2 separate regions of the Mus musculus genome follow, and region 2 is linked to region 1. A link is a contact called in public HiChIP or PLAC-seq data. All regions are on one chromosome and are shown on one strand. Each heading gives the region's core, a stretch centred on a gene start, on an enhancer-like site or on the middle of the called end of the contact. The rest is flanking DNA. Distances are from core to core; before and after follow the strand shown.

Evidence for each region. HiChIP or PLAC-seq counts read pairs in DNA pulled down with a chosen protein or histone mark.
Region 2: a contact with region 1 is called in an H3K4me3 HiChIP or PLAC-seq map of embryonic stem cells, with 16 read pairs. The contact joins the promoter of Pex14 here to the enhancer-like site in region 1. A contact is called at or near these places in 9 of 39 promoter capture datasets (the HPC-7 cell line, embryonic stem cells, hematopoietic stem and progenitor cells and 3 more), 2 of 484 Hi-C or Micro-C datasets (bone marrow-derived macrophages and regulatory T cells), 5 of 115 datasets of contacts at active chromatin or transcription factors (the 230-238 cell line, embryonic stem cells and stem cell-derived neural progenitor cells) and 4 of 9 other capture datasets (adipose tissue, liver, macrophages and 1 more).

The regions. Positions count from the first base shown.
Region 1 is chr4:148,907,355-148,910,713 of GRCm38.p6, reverse strand. All of the region lies in intron 4 of Casz1 (castor zinc finger 1), which reads right to left. Among named protein-coding and RNA genes, the nearest start is that of Gm15969, 8.8 kb to the left of the region's middle. Within about 2 kb of position 1,718, at least 40 of the 459 cell types and tissues checked have an H3K27ac peak or open chromatin away from gene starts, as enhancers often do. A contact at or near this core is called in embryonic stem cells and pancreatic islet, where this site is marked.
Region 2 is chr4:149,098,099-149,101,457 of GRCm38.p6, reverse strand. It overlaps Pex14 (peroxisomal biogenesis factor 14), which reads left to right and starts at 1,615. Exons shown (of 9, transcript NM_019781.3): 1 at 1,615-1,686. The coding sequence starts at 1,651. Gm46722 (a long non-coding RNA gene) reads right to left here. Exons shown (of 3, transcript XR_003955172.1): 1 at 2,319-3,359; 2 at 1,878-2,013; 3 at 1,680-1,781.

The DNA of each region.
Region 1 (3,359 bases), core at 469-2,968:
TCTAGACACCTACTTGAGGACACACCCATACAGGGGATCACACAGCAAGCCTTGGTCAGGGCAGAGTGGGATCAGGTGGAGTCGCTTGTAGGTCACCCCTCTTGCACAGGACATATTTAGCCACGGAGGTCCCTAGCCTCTCCAGGGCCCCGAGGGAGGACTGTATTGAGCAGCCTCCACTACAGCCTCCAATCAAGGTTGATCAACTGTCCTAGCTGATGTGGAACCTGGGAGTCATAGAATGTTGGTCTTTCTAGTCCTACGTAAGCTTGGGTAGGTGATGACCTTACACGGTCCACCATGTTGTTCTGAAGGGTGGATATTCTGCCCAAAGTCTGTGAGGCAGTGCTCCTGAAGTTCCTTCTTCTTGGTAAAACAGATGCCTTGGGGCCTTTTTTGTGTGCCTAAGAATAAGGCCCCAGCCTCTCCGCTGGAGTTTTTAAAAGCTGTTCCATATTACAGGCAGGTTCAACAGACACACGCAGAATGTGTCTTCTACCCAAGCAGACCATGGCGCATCCCAAGAGGATATGAGAAGTGAGGCCTGGCCTGGGGTGTAGACACTCCCGGATCTAGAGCTGGTGGGCCTGAGACCTCAGCTTTATCAGATGGACATGCCTCCTGGCCAGGCCGCCTGCTCTACGCCTGTCATTAATTTACTATTAGATGGGAAATTACTCCTCACCCAGGAATATAAGTTTTCATCTTATTTTAAGTTGCATTCTTAAAACAATTACCAGGGCATCTGGCGATGACTTCACCACACTACCCAGGCCCTGCAGGGGAGAAGGGCAGCCCTGAAGCTGCACAGGCTCCGCTCCAGGCCCTAAAGGAGCTGGAGGGACTCAGAGCCCCAGCCTCCGCTCTGACCCTGAGAGAGCAGTGGACACACTAGGAGAGGCTCCCTCCCGTGCCACCCGCCCCTGAACCCACCGGTGACAGTTGCTGAAAGCCTCAGCAGCTGGTGCTGCGGGAGCGTTTTCTATTTTTAATTGTTTGATCGGAATATTAACTCATCTAGGCCCGTTCCCAAAGCACAGTCCCAGCCAAAGGGTTTCCCCCATTTCCCACACCTCCTTTCTCCCCCTCTGCAGTCAGAATCAACGTTGAAATTAATAATCAGAGACACACAGGCCTCTGTGCATTTGCAAGAGATCAGAGTATAGAAGATTTAAAGAAAAAAAAAAGAAGAAGAAGAAGAAGAAGAAGGCAGCCTCCTCCATGATCCAGAGAGGCCTTAGGGCTGGTCCTGGCCTTCCCTGCTCTCTGAGCGTTGGCCCTCGGCTCCAGGGCAACAGTGGTTGCTCCGGCACACAAGCACAGCCACTCTGACACCATCCTTACACTTCCTGGCATTCCCCGCTGGCCAGCACAGCTCTTTGCCCTGGGTCCAGACCAGCTGGGCGAGAGGCTGGCTTTTGTTGTAGCTTTTCCGCATCCACTTAGAGAAAGGGAGCTCTTGGGTGAATTGGCGAGCAACTCTTCTATGGTTACCACAAGGACCGGGCCATCTACCAAGGGCAACGGTGTGGTACTTGAGCTTGGGCTAGGTAGGCCTCTGCCGAGTCTGCTGAGTACAAACCTGGCCCTGTCACTTTCATGGGAACCCCTTCTTAGGAAAGGTCTCCCACCTAGCCCAAGGGCTCCTGTCTGCCTGGCCCTCCTCTTTCCAATGCTCCCAGCCGTCCACTGTTCCGCTCTTCCTTTCAAGGTCACGGGGCCGTCCACACCAGGAATATTTACTCACCAGACTGGCCCTGTTAGCAGCACTCACCACAAATATGCTTTCTGATAAAGTTGGCAGAAAAAAAAAATTCTAGAGTTCAAAACAATGTCAGAAATTAGCCCCCACCCCCTTGGCCTTCCAGGGTGAGGTGGGGCCTGGAACAGGTCATGCGACTCTCTGGGGACATGCCTGGGGAACTTTGCTTACTTTCTCTCTTGCTTTGCTCCTGAAGCTTTACCTCCAACATACAGCCCATGGCCCGGGCATTGAGGCCTGGGGACTAAGCTGAATACTGGGTTTTGAGGAAAAGTCTTCCCGCAACCTTCGGAGCACAAGGCCAGGCCAGGCAGCCTCTACCTTGGCTGCTCCCTGGGCCGTCTCACCTCACTGAGCCCCCTCCCCCCATCCCGTCCTCTCTCTGTGCACATGGGCTTTAATGTTTTTATTACCTGTTTGACTCGCTGCCTTATTGCTTCTCCCCTTAATGGGGCCGTAACCGTGGAAACGAGGAATAAACGGCCACCAGAAAATGAGATGATTAAACAGGTCACCCTGGCAAAACAAACTCGGCTAAGGAACCTCTGGGGGTGGGGAGGGGAGGCTACCCCTCCCCCATCTAGAGCCGGAAGGCACAGGACCAGAGCTGTCCATAGGCCCAGATCCCTAAAAGGACTGGGGCAGATGCAGTAGGGTGCCCCCTACTGGTCAGCAAAAATACCCAGTCAATCCTCAATGAACCAGACCTTCCAGCTTGCTCTAGCTTTGGGCTCTCAGGCAGCAGGGAGAGAGGCACCTGTCAGAGGGAAACGAAGGCTGAGACCATGAAGTCTGGAAATACAGAGTTCCAGTAGCCTCTAACTGAAGTGGGGATCCCTGTCCCAGGAGGCTCAGCCTGGCTCCTCCAGTCTCCTGTCCTCATGTAGCAAGTTCCCTCCCAGGGGTCCCCTTAATTCAAGGACAGAGTCCTATAAGAAAAGATCAACTCTGGAATGTACGCTGTGGGAATCCCTGGAGTCTAGAGAAACACAAAGTATGTGGCTCTCTTCCGCTGTTTCCTCCAAAGCCAAGGGCTACCCTGGCCTCAACCCAGGCCACACACAAGACAGGCTTTAGGAAGGGGTCTCTTTAGCCAAGCACGTAGGCCTCTGGCAGGGCCTGTGGGACTGGAAAGTAAGCCTGGGAGGTGGTGTTAACCATGGTTCCTCTACTAAGGCCCAAACATAAGACAGAGCTTGTAAGCTTTGGTAGTCTGGGCTGGTCCCTCATTCTAGCCTACCTGCTATACTAGTCAGCCCACGGAGGGTTCTTAGCCTAGAGAACAGACATCCTGGACTGAAGCCTGCTTGTCAGGACAGGAAATGGGATAGATGGACCACAGAGAAAGGAGAGGAAGAGCCCACACTACTGTGGCTACTGCTCTCTTGTTTCCTTGGACAGCAGCGTGACCTTATTATACACTGGGCCCACACTGTCCCATGCCATTGTCATGGGTAGTGGCAGCTGTCTCACTGTCCCCCCTTTGCCCCTCACACCATCCACGACTCCAACCAGTTCCTTCCTGTAAAGGAGGCTCTAGAAGCTCTTGAGGAGCGAAACCCCAGATCCTAAGGGAGGCAGACAACATTTCCTGCCT
Region 2 (3,359 bases), core at 366-2,865, 190 kb before region 1:
TTAAGGTTAAAGAGCAGGGCATACTGGTACACTTATAATCCCAGAACTCTGGAGGCAGAAGCAGGGGATCTTGAATTTGAGCCAGCTTGGACTACACAGTGAGACTCTGTCTCAAAAACCTAAAGCAACACATCTAACAATTCAGCTACCATAATGATGGTTCACAGACTGCTCCTCTCTCCTCAAATGTCCCCAGTTCTCAAAGTCTGGGTGTTCCAGTCTTCTGCCTGTATAAATTTTTTTTTTTAATTTAAAAAACAAACCAACCAACCAACGGGAACCTTACATAGTCTAGATTGGCCTTGAACTCAGCATATAGCCCATGTGCTGTGGTCACAGTTGTGCACCACTGTACCACGTAGTCATTGTGCTGGAGCCCAGGTTTTATGCATGTGTTACCAACTAAGCTATATCCCCATCTTGAGATGTCAGTTCTAATACAGAGGAGAGGCAGCCTGAGAAAGCACTATTGTGCACATGGATTTCTTATTTATTTATTTGTGGTTGCTGGGATTTGAACTCAGGACCTCTGGAAGAGCAGTCAGTGCTCTTAACCACTGAACCATCTCTCCAGCCCCAACACATGGGTTTCTTAAGACAGAGCTGCAGAACGCATGGTGGCGATCGCCTTTAATCCCAGCACTTGGGAGGCAGAGGCAGGCAAATTTTCGAGGCTAGCCTGGTCTACAGAGTGAGTTCCAGGACAGCCAAGGCTACGACAGAGTTTTGAAAAACCAAAAAAAAAAAAAAAAAAAAAAAAAGAAAAAGAGAGAGAGAGAGCGAGCTGCAGAGTGTTGTTGGAGTTTATGAACGCTTCTGAGAAACAGTAGGTACTTAACGAATACTAGTGTACCGAATGGCTACACTATTTTTTTTTTTTGGCTTTTTTTTTTTTTTTTTTTTTTTTTTCCGAGACAGGGTTTCTCTGTTGTAGCCTTGTCTGTCCTGGAACTCTCTCTATAGACCAGGCTGGCCTCGAACTCAGAAATCCGCCTGCTTCTGCCTCCCAAGTGCTGGGATTAAAGGCGTGCATCACCAGTGCCCGGTCGAATGGCTAAATTTTAACTTACATTTTCATGTGTTTATTAAATAAGTAGTCCCTAAATGTGCCCACGATGTTATGAGAATAGGGAGAGATTTACTTCAAGAATAAAAATGTGTGGCGCACGCCTGTTATCTCAGCACCTCGAGGTGGAGGCAGGAGGATCAGAAGTTCATCTAGGGCTACATAGAAAGTTTGAGGCTACTTTGAATTACGTGAGGCCTTGTCTAGAAAACAAAAACAAACAAGTCTAAACATACAAACATGTAAATTTATTTTAAAAAGAGGGTGAACCTGGTGGGTGATGTGGGGAGAGTAGGGGGAGAAAATTAGGAGTAGATGTGCCTAAACCACAGCGTTTATACATCAACAATGTAAAACAACAACAACAAGAGATATTCTATTTTTTTAAAAAGAATTTGAACTATGGATTTTCCTGTAAACTGCAAGATAACCGGGACACCAGTCTCACTCAATCCTTTTTGCCGGGAACCCGCCCCCATCGACATGCTCGGGACCTTCTACTTTGGTCTAGTCGGGAGAACTAGTGCAAGCGCTCTTGGGAGAAACTTGGGCCAGCGGCGGTCGACTAGTCAGGCCTGAGGAAGATGGCGTCGTCGGAGCAGGCAGAGCAGCCGAACCAGGTGAGGGGAGTGGGACTGCCCCGTCGCGACTGTCAGGGGTCGCGGCTGGGGCGCCGCTGGGCGCGCGGCAGGCAGTGGGGCGGCGACCCTGACGCCTTGAAGCGGAGGACCCCCGATTTAGTGTTTTCTCTGGGCCCCGCCCCTCTCCGGTCCTCCCGGCCCGGCTCCTCCCCCGGTGACCCCGCTCTCACCACAGTCCCGGGTCGGGGTCTCGACCGGGTCTCAGGCCCTGGCTTCCCGCTCGGCGACCCCTCGGAGCCCTCTGGGCTTGGTCAGGAAGGGTGGCGGGCTCCGGTTAGGTCCTCAGCACACAGCTGCAGGGCCCTGCTGGAGGAGAGAGAGGTGGGGAAGGCTCGTTGGTACCCGGCTGTCCCCTGTCGGGAGGGGCCTGGCGACTCCCGCTCCCACGGCCTCAGCCCCCAAAGTGCCAGCATCTGGGGCTTCATTCACCATGGGGCTTTCTTTCCTTTTCAAGTTGGGGCGCCGCTCTGAGGACTCCTTCCCTCCCAGTGCGTTAGTAGAAAGGGGACGTACTTTAAATAACAGACGCCACTGAGCTTTAGCTGAGGATCCAACCCTCGCTTGGCTGGGTTTGGTTGTCTTAGCCAAGGACTCCCCTCCGAGTTCTTCACCTGCAGATTTAACCAAATCCCGCTTCGCTTGTGGGACAGTGAGGGCCACTGTTGATGCTTGGGCTGCCTGGAAGTCGTGCTGATATGGCCTCGGAAGGGGTTTCTAAGCCAAAGGCGGAGTGGGATGTGGAGAGGGTTTTACCACCAGTGTGCTGGCAGGCAGAGGGCAAGTTATGTTTACTTTTGATTTTTTGTTTATTTTTGTGTACATGTGCGCAGCATGGTGCTGGTGGGAGGCAGAGGACAACTTTGCCGGAAACGGTTCCCCCCTCCGTCCGCCATGTGGATCTCAGATGGAACTCAGGTCCTCAGGCTTAGCAGCAACGCCTTTTGCCTGCTCAGCCTTCTCTTTGGCCCCAGGGCAGTGCTGCTTATCTTAAGTCTCTCTTCTCTTAGTAAAGTGCAGAAGTGGGTAGCAAGGTTTTGTAGCGAGCCCTAAATCACGTGCACCGCCGGGCCTTGATTTCAGCTCCCGAAGAAGTGTCTCTGCTCTCTGGCTATCTTATGTTTCAATGTGATTAGGATAGACCTAGGAGGAGCAATATTTTTAGCCTGGGAAGCTCATCATTCATTTGTCAACATCTTGAAGCACCTTAAAGAGTTTTAAACCACTTACAGATATTTCCCTTCCTTCCTAGGCAGAGGACTACTACTTAGAGTCTTACTGCCTTTCTACTTGTGATAAGTCGATTAGGGGGAATCACACTTAAAGGCGCTGGACACTCAGATCAGCCTCTGTTAGTGGTGTGAGTGATTCAGGAGGAATGTGTGTGCTGTAAGGCATGGGAAACAATTAGGACCAACTCTGGACTCTGCAGTGTCTGAAAGAGGGACCTTCCTTTCTTGTGGTATCCCACCTCGCATGCTAAACTGCAGCGAGCCTCAGGGTCTGAATTTTTTTCAAACCTCTGTAGGGATTGAACTGTGTCCACAGTTTCTGGAGGTCCAAGGTCTTTCAGGGTTTGGCCACCTTTGTGTGGGTTGAGCCTGTTTCTCCTTTGCCCTCCTTTCCAGAGCTGACAGATGACATTGCGTCAGAAT